Linked DNA regions of Oryctolagus cuniculus: regions 1 and 3 are each linked to region 2. A link is a contact called in public Micro-C data. All regions are on one chromosome and are shown on one strand. The core of a region is the stretch at or near the end of the contact, and the rest is flanking DNA. Distances in the headings are between cores, read along the strand shown.

The links. A called contact is a pair of places that touch in the nucleus more often than the background predicts.
Region 1: a contact with region 2 is called in a Micro-C map of ear pinna, with 5 times the contacts expected there. The contact joins the promoter of DUS4L here to the promoter of CBLL1 in region 2. A contact is called at or near these places in 2 of 6 Hi-C or Micro-C datasets (ear pinna and psoas muscle).
Region 3: a contact with region 2 is called in a Micro-C map of ear pinna, with 5 times the contacts expected there. The contact joins the promoter of DLD here to the promoter of CBLL1 in region 2. A contact is called at or near these places in 2 of 6 Hi-C or Micro-C datasets (ear pinna and an unstated tissue).

The regions. Positions count from the first base shown.
Region 1 is chr3:136,666,057-136,669,017 of mOryCun1.1, forward strand. DUS4L (dihydrouridine synthase 4 like) reads right to left here and starts at 1,391. Exons shown (of 7, transcript XM_002712114.5): 1 at 1,072-1,391. It overlaps COG5 (component of oligomeric golgi complex 5), which reads left to right and starts at 1,405. Exons shown (of 22, transcript XM_008258350.4): 1 at 1,405-1,538. The coding sequence starts at 1,445.
Region 2 is chr3:136,468,169-136,471,132 of mOryCun1.1, forward strand. CBLL1 (Cbl proto-oncogene like 1) reads right to left here and starts at 1,377. Exons shown (of 6, transcript XM_070071147.1): 1 at 880-1,377. The coding sequence starts at 892.
Region 3 is chr3:136,291,446-136,294,393 of mOryCun1.1, forward strand. DLD (dihydrolipoamide dehydrogenase) reads right to left here and starts at 1,481. Exons shown (of 14, transcript XM_051849690.2): 1 at 1,281-1,481. The coding sequence starts at 1,319.

The DNA.
Region 1 (2,961 bases), core at 141-2,640, 200 kb after region 2:
ATGGCATCCTGTACATTTGTTTTAATGTCTTTCTACCTTACCTATCAGCTCCTTTAGGATGTGAATTTAGTGTTATGCTTGTAAACTCATGCCTGGATGTACAGTAGGGGCTCACAATTTTTCATTGGATAAATGAATACTATGCATTCTTCTAAATCTTCCAACATTAAAGAAAGAAAAAAAAGCCAAGGATGGAAAAACCACATGTAATTCACAGATACTGCTGTTCATTAATAGTCAAAATTGTGAATCAATTAATTTTGTGTATTACAGCTGAAACCTAAGGTGAATCTGAACACACAGACCTTGGCAATTCATGGGACCTCCATTTGGAATAGTCAACCTTCCTGGCATTATGATAGAGATGAAACAAATCGTTTTAGGGAAAAACCTGAGACAAAAATGAACAGAAAGCAAGATGCATTGTAGCATGAGCTTGCTCACCTGAGTTGTCTCGAATACGAAATGACTGAAGATTTAAAAGGGACTTGGAACAGTGTTAAGCATAGGCTCAGTTCTATCAGAGCACTTTCGTGCAGTGCTGTTAGCACATGGTAGAGAATCATTCAATTCTGGAGTTGGAAGGAATTGATTTCCCGGTTCCAAACCTACTGTATAAAATGGAAGTTATACTACAGCATCTTTCTTTTTAGGAAGAAATGCTTATGCAAACGCGTCCACACCTGTTGACCCTGTTACTTGATCGGCATTTACCTTGGGAGAAACCTGGGTAATTAAAGCACAAATATTAGCAGAGATGTAATCGGAACCAACTTGGTGATTTTATAGCTTCAACACCGTTGAGTTCCATCAGTTTCTAAGATGAAAAACCCTGGTGTCACTCATAGCATGTGGGTTAAAACTGAGAGAGGTAGGAAAGTAAAAAGGCAAGAACTCTTGGGACCGGGCGCAGAGACAGGGAGTCTCCCTTGTTTTTTTTCTGATTCATACTTCAACTCTCCCTAATGCTCCTCACTTTTCCTCGCGTGCAATTTTTCTTCCCATACTTCCCCCTCCCTCCCAAGGCTGCCACTCCGGGCGTGGGACACATAAAGCTGGGTGGCCACTCACTCACGCCTGCCGACAACGTCTTGCCTTGAGCCGCCAGGCCCTGGATCTCGGTTGAATACTCGCTTCAGCGGTGAGCGCGGCGGCCACGTTCCAGCGCCCCTCTTCTCCTTGGCTGGGCCGAGCCGGAGAGAGCAGAAAGCTCTGCCCGGAGTCCTTCGAGACCTTGGCGCGCGTCCACTCCTGCGGCCCCCGGACTCCCAGCCAGGCTTGGTGCAGCCGCCACCCAACAGTGAGTCCACCCGTGGGGTTAAGAAGCGCGCGCTGTCGCGGAGTGTCGTGGGAGGGGGTAGGGAAGAGGAAGGCGGGCGGCGCCGGAAATCTGCGTCACTACTTAGGCGGGGCCACTGACGCCATCAACCCGGCACCTGCCAACATGGAAGGTGGCGACGGCAGCGTCGCCGTATCTGGCCTTGGGGCTCTGGGCTCTGCAGCGGCTACGGCGACAGTCCGGGAGCTCCTGCAGGACGGTAAGGAGTTTAGGGCTGGCCGGGTCGTGGGGCTAGGAGACTGCCCTGCTCCACGTCCGGGACTGGGTAGTGGACTCAACCCGTCGCTTTGCAGAAAGTTTTCCGGTCTCGGCGTGACCACTCCCTTCGCCCGGCCCCCTGGTGTCCGGGTGCCGGCCTAACCAACCTGTTTCCCTAGGGATTTGCAACCCCCCTTCCTGCAGGTTTTTTTTTTTTTTTTTGGGGGGGGGGCAATTGGTGTCTGGTTGCTCCTCATTTTAGTGCAACTTCCCACGCGCTCAGGGCTCCCCTGAAGTTCCAGGATCCCGCACTAGGCTGCCGTCGCAGTTCCTGACGGAAGGGTGAAGTGTTTGAACCCCTGAAAAGTGTTGAGACTAGAACAGATGGCAGACGCTAACGAAAGGGCTCGTTTTGACGTAGAGTCGGAAACGCCTCCGTTAACAAATTCTGAGACAATACAGGTGGCCCCTGTTGCAGGCTGTCAGCCGCAGGGGAGGGTTCTGAGCATTCCTTGCCCTTGGTGTGATTAACTGTGTCGAATGTAACATCTCTTGATAGCCAGTTTTAAAGAGAAGTTACCAAAAATAAAAGTTAAATATAGTACACTTGGAAAAAGCACACTTGGTTCTCCTAACCCAGTTAACATGCCCCAGATCTCTTACCCTTCAGAATGAAGTTGAAATTCCTAAGCATAAAAATAAGGCCTGCCTCAGGTGTTCTGAATTTCTTCCCTTGTGGCTGTCACGGAGTACCTGCATTAAAAACATCTGTATACCTGCCTTTAGCTCTAATACTGTGTTGGAAAGCTGCTTTTTATATTCCACAATGTCAATGACAGTGTCTTGCATACAATAGGTGATGTATAACTGTTTTATAATCGACCACCGTTAGAAACATTTCACAAACATTTGTAGACCAAATTGGGTTATGAATGACTGAAATAAAGTTAGAAATTGTTTTCTCTGTTGGATATTTTATCACTGTTCTTGGTTACTTATAGTTTATATTCCGTAGTCAAAACTTTTTTTTTTTTCTTCTGAACCTGACTGTGTTAGGTTCTCTAGGTTGAGGTTTCTGTCAGGCACCTTTTAATTGTAATTGAACCAGGCTTGGGCTTGTGCTGCGTGGACAGTTCCTGTCTCCAAGCAGCTCACCATTTAGTAAGTAAATAATATGGCAGAGCTATATAAGTACACCCTGGAATACAGTGCTGTAAGGGCAGCAGTTAAGAGTGTGTACACACTGAAGCAGGAACACTCAGAAGATGGTAACTGGGGTTGGGGGCAGGTGAGGCAGTGTCAGGAAAGGCTTTCCAGGTGGAGTTAGTTGTGAAGTGTAACAGACTTCCCCAGGTGAACAGATAGCAGGAACAACACACACCAAACGGTAGGCCTATGTTTTAGTAGGATGCATTGTAATCAGT
Region 2 (2,964 bases), core at 127-2,626:
ACAATTATACACTTAAGTAGACGGCTGATGACTGCGGGCATCCAATCGGTGCGTTAAGGCAAGAAAATGCCTTTTCCCCGCTACTTGTGATCACGTCGGTATCCGCAACGGAGCACTTACTAACGCCAAGTGCACTCATTCAACATCCCAAACCCAAGAGAAAGCCAAAGGCAAAAAAAAAAAAAAAAAAAAAAAAAACTTAAACAAAGGGTGGAGCCACTCTTACTTGGAGAAAGGGATGAGAACGCCTTGGCTTTAAGAGCTCCTTTGCAAATGCCCCTAAATGATGCTGAGCAAGGGCCACAGCCCAGGCGCGGGCCATGTTACGGGCTCCGACTGTGATCCCGAAAACTACATCCGACTCCCTTCGGTAACGCCTAGTCCACGAAGGAGCAGAGCGACAATACCGGCAGGAGGTGGCCGCGGCAGCACCCGCCCAAAGCTGCCAGAGACAGCAGGAAGTCTCCAAGCCACCCTCGCCCATCCAGTCCCAACGTAATGAGGCGAATCCAACTCCGGGACTGGCGCTAGCCGCCCGAGCCCCATAACGCAGGGCCGAGCAGCAAGCCTGAGAAAGAAGGGGGAAAAAGCCAGCACGCTTCCCTCCCCACCAAGCCGGAGCCGCCCGCAGTGCCGACGCGGAGCTCAGCAGAACAAGAGGCTGCTGCCGGTACCGAGGATGTAGGTACCACACGGGAAGGGTAGGCCGGGGAGCAGCAGGGCCCCGCCGGGCCCGGGAAGGGGTCTGTGGGGTTTGTTTCCCACCGCCACCCTCCACTGCTAGGGGGCGAGAGGAATCCCTTTCGCCCGCCGGACGACCAGTCCCAGGCCGGCCAAGGGGGCATGAAACAGGGACCCCCACTGCCTCCGCCTCCTTACCAGTGTGATCCATGATTCGGCTCGCGGGGCACAGTGGGAGCGGAAGTCGGCCGCGCCGGAGTCGCAGCGAGCGCGTGCGCGCTGCCTTCCGGGCCCGCGGGGCGGAAGTGCGAGCAGGTAGCCCAGGCTCTGGCCTGCAGGGACTTCCTTCTCTCGCCTCCCTCTACCGCGCTCCGGTGAGGAGGCCGGGCATAGTACGGGGAGAGCTCCGCTGCCGAGGGTGCCAAGGCTTCCCCTCGCGTGTGCCTCTACAGGAAGTGGCCTTTAAGTGTGGAAACAGGACAGCGACGGGGCCGAGGCTCGGGGGCGGGGAGTGGGAACGGTAATAGGTGAAGGCGGAAGCTCGCGGCAGGTGAGGCGGCGGCCCGCCCCCCCGTGCAGCGAGGCCTTCTGGGGCTTGTAGTGCGCGGGGGACGTGGAGTCGGCCGGGCCCACCGCGCAGTCTCGGCCGTTGGGCCGGCCCCACCCCGGCGGGCGGAGTAACGGTTTGGAATCCCCCACCCCACCCCTCCCACTCCATGCCCCGGTTCCGCAGCGGCGGTCGGTGTCCCGCACCGGGTGTGGACCCAGTGTAAACAGTGGCGCTCCGCTGGGAGGTGTTCCTGGGCTTGGCTGAGCCGCGTGAAGCTCCCAGCCGGAGAGAAAGGCCGTGCTGATTGTCTGCACTGTGTGCTTCGTCGTGCGGAGCTACCCGAGAACCTATGCCGCACGCCCTGGGTATACTGCCCGCCCCGTCCCCGCCTCTTTAAGTTTGAAGCACACTCGGGATGCTGGACTACGGCTCGTTTTCCGGGGCAAACGCTTGTGGCACTAGGGAGCCCTGGAGCAGCTCCCCCGAGGGCCGGACGAAGGCGCCACCGCCTGGGCTAGGGACACCGGCCGCGCCGGGCACAGTGGCGCTCCAGGGGAGAGACAAACGCAGGGAGATGCAGAGCGCGCCAGGGCCTGGCCGGCAGGGAGAGATCAAAAGAGGAAAGGCTTCCAACGAGGAAGGGAGAGTTACCCCAACAGGCGGTACCTAGTTCCAGTTCCCGGTCCCAGGGGTTTGGGCTTGCTGCCTTCATCTTCCTCAGCCACAACCAGGCAGTGGCAAGGGGGCGATTCGCGGACCAGGCTCACCGGTGGCCGCCCCTGTCTCCAGCCCTTTGCTCTTGATGCACTCGGATGAGTAGAAAGGAGCACAATTAGTGGAAAACAGCAGCTTGGGAGTCGAGGGATTTGGGTTCTATTCTTGTGGTCCCCTGGTGACGACATCTTCACCTCGGGGTTGTTCACACTTTCCGTGCCAGCGTTAGGGGATCAATGAGCGTTAGGGGATCAATGGGCGACAATGGTGCTGACCGTCTGCAGAAGTGTTTACACGCTGTGCTGGCGCGAAAGCGGGTAGCAATAGGTTGCAGCTGCGTGGTTGTACAGTTACATCTGCTAGCAGCACAGCGTGGTGTTTGGTGACTGGGACCTCTTGAAAAAGCCTTTCTGTCATCTGCAGCTTCGTAAGCAAATGTTCAGGTGTATCCACAAGTAAGGACGTTGAGGAATCAAGGGGTCCCTGCTTTTGTTAAAATGTCCTCTATTTCTGAGTTTTAAACATGCTTTCTCAGTCGCTGGGATTATTGGTTTGGAGATTGGGGAGGACCCAAGTCTTGCACCCACCTGTGCGTGCTGCTATAGGTGAGCATTTTTCACCAGAGAGGTGCTTTTATTTTTATTATTATTATTATTTTATCCCAATTCACCCAGCAATTAAAAGTCAGACTGACGCAAGAGCTGTGTAAATAATGAAGGGTCCCTGCCTCCAGACTGGCACTTAGAGAAATCCTTTAAAAGGCCCATATAATTATGGCGAGAGTGTGCAGGGGGAATGCAGTGCTGCGTACCGTCAGACAGTAATGAGCAGTGGGACTGAGAGGAGCCAGGTAGGCTTTATGGAGGGATTTAAGCTGAGCCTTGATAAACAGGAAATTTAGGCAAGAGGCGAGCAATGACAGGCATAGCAGAGGGAAGATGTGAGCATTGAGGCTTACATGAAGGGCAGTGATCAGCTTGTCTTGTACTGTCCACGCGTGTCTGGAAGGGCTAGAAAAT
Region 3 (2,948 bases), core at 231-2,730, 180 kb before region 2:
CTGTTCAAGTCCCAGCTGCTCTGCTTCAGATCCAGCTTCCTGCTAATGTGGCTGGAAAAGCAGTGGAAGATGGTCCAGGAACGTGGGACCCTACCACCCAAGTAGGAGACCAGATGGAGTTCCCTTCCCGGCTCCTGACTCAACCCCAGCCATTGCAACCATTTTGGGGATGAACCAACAGATGGAAGCTCTCACACGTTCTAACTCTGCCTTTCAAATAAAAAAAAAAAATTAAGGAAAAGCTATATGATGAACGCTCAGAATATGCACAGACAATCCCACTTTCTGGGACAACTGAGCTCAAGTGTTGCAGCTCCTTAAAACACCAGGTGATGCTGTCTCTCCCTCAGTAGCTCCTCTCTCCAGTAAACTGCACATCACAGTGACAAGTTCTCTCTCGCAACCCTTATTTTTCACTGTACATAACATGCAACACATAAAAACTGTACGTTACTCACTTACTTGCACCCTATTAACGTTTGGAGGTGGGGGAGAGAGAGGGTCAAACCTCGCAGATTTTTCAACTGCACAAGAGCCTGGCACCCGGATCCCTGTGTTGTTCGGGAACCAACTCTGTTCATCAGTTATAAGTTTCGCCATTCCACCCCACCAGCTGGGACAGGAATCACCCTTTCGTCCTCAATATGCTACCTGCTCATTCGTTCTCACTTGGTAGGCCTGATGATCGCCTGTCCCAGCGCCACAGGCAAGTCCTATGTTACTGAAAGCAGTCATGGCTCTATTTTATTAGTGACTGTCGGTAATCCTTTACTGTGCCTATTTCCTACACTAAACGATATCAGAGATATGTGTAGCAAAAAAGTAACATGGTACAGGGCTGGGGGCTAGCCCCGGGGGGGAGGGGGAGGGGGAGGAGATCCGGGCCATTCAAGCAGTGCTCTCAAGGTTACCTGCCCACTGCAGACAACCAGGCCACTCCGGAGTCAGCTTTACGAAAAGGGCGAGAGCAGGACGCGCCAGGTCCCTGCTAACCCCTTCTCCTCGGGCGGAGGCCTATGGGTACGCCCCTCGGCCCAGCTATGGGAAATGCTGGCCGCCACCAGCCAGCCGAGGCAGGGCCCCTCCGCGGCTGCTCAGCTCCCGCTGCCAGGGAAGGAACCGCCACGTCCGGACCGAGGCCGGGCGGGAGCCGGTGCACAAGAGGTCCGGGTCAGGCCGCCAGCCTCTCGAACTCGCACCAGTTAGGCCGCGTCCCGGCTCCCGGACTCAGGCCTCTCCGTGCCTCCGGCTCAGCACGACCCCACCTCGGAGGTCCTCACCTTGGCCAAGGAGCAGTACACACGACTCCAGCTCTGCATTTTCCCCCGGTACTTTCCTTTCCTCCAATGCTTTCACCTCCGCTAAGCGCGTCCACGGCTTTTCCAAGGTCTCCCCACCCTGCGCATGCACAAGCGCGGCTTACGTCATCCCCGGGGAGCAGCGCGATTGGCCCGCGAGGACAAGGCGTTCGGGTCAGGCTCGGCGTCGTAAACTGTCGTAAAGAACCTAGTGCTTTGTGGCGGCGTGGGGTGGGACGGAGCATTTTGGGATGCTGTGGAAATGTGCAGGGTTGCACTGTAGCCTTAAACTTGGAATATGAAAGATATAGGCAAGTAAACTTATCATTTTATGCAGACTAGCAAAGGAAAGGTTGGCAAGCTTGACAAGCTCTTTGATGTACTAGGCATTCCTTGGCGCTTGCCACAGGCATTATCTCACTTCATCCTTACGCTCCTCTATGAAGTATTGTCTATCTCCGTTTTCCTGAGAGCTTAAGCAAAACCCTCAGTATCGCTTAAAGAAGAAGTCTCTAAAGCTCTGAGGTTAAACTCTTTGGTCTTTTTTTAAGTTTGTGATGTATTTATTTATTAGGCAGAGAGAGAGAGAGATCCTCCAGCCGCTGGTTCACTCCCCCAAATGGCTGCCACGGCCAGAGCTAACCTGATTGGAAACCAGGAGCCAGGAGCTTCCCCCCGGGTCTCCCATGCGGGTACAGGGGCCCAAGGACTTGGACCATCTTCTGCTGCTTTCCCAGGCCATAGCAGAGAGCTGGATCGGAAGTGGAGCAGCCGGGACTTGGGACTTGACCCAAGTCAAGTATGGGATGCCGGCGCTGCAGGCAGCCGCTTTATTGGCTAAGGCGCAGGCAGCGCAGGCCCCTAATCCCTTTGGTCTTAACCACTGCTTATAAGGCATGGGCCACAAACTGACATAAACAGTGTCCTCCCCTAAGTAAACAGACTGCGGACATGCACAGAACTCTACCCTCTGTGTCCTCCTTTGGGAAACACCTCCCAGGTAGAACAATTGATGGTGAGATGGTGGTTGAGATTTAAGATTTTCATAAGAGGTAATAGATGCAAAAGGGTTGAAAAGGCGTGTCGGAGATGGAGCATGGAGATCGAAGACCTGATTCTTGCTTTGTGATAACTGTCTTTAATGTGAGTAGAACTGCATTCCACATTCCTTGAAGGCTTACCACCTGGCACCATGCTGGGCTTTGTGGGTGTGAACACTGGGATACATTACTCCCTGCCTATTAGTGCTCAGTTTTAGGTGAGAAGAAATTAATGATATTAAGTGTCTGTTATAGAGACTCTAGCTGTAACCCATACTGCCTTTTTAAAAAGAAAAAAAAAAGATTTATTTATTTATTAGAGAGGCGGGGTGGGGGGGTATTCCATGCTCTGGTTTACTCCCCAAATGGCCGCGATGGCTGGAGCTGGGCCAATCCGAAGCCAGGAGCCAAGAGCCTCTTCCAGGTCTCCCACGCAGGTACAGGGGCCCAAGGACTTGGGCCATCTTCTACTGCTTTCCCAGGCCATAGCTGAGAGCTGGATCATAGGTGGAGCAGCTGGGACCCAAACTGGCACCCGTATAGGATGCCAGCACTTCAGGCAGCAGCCTTACCCCTTACGCCACAGCGCCCACCCCCCATACTGCCTTTT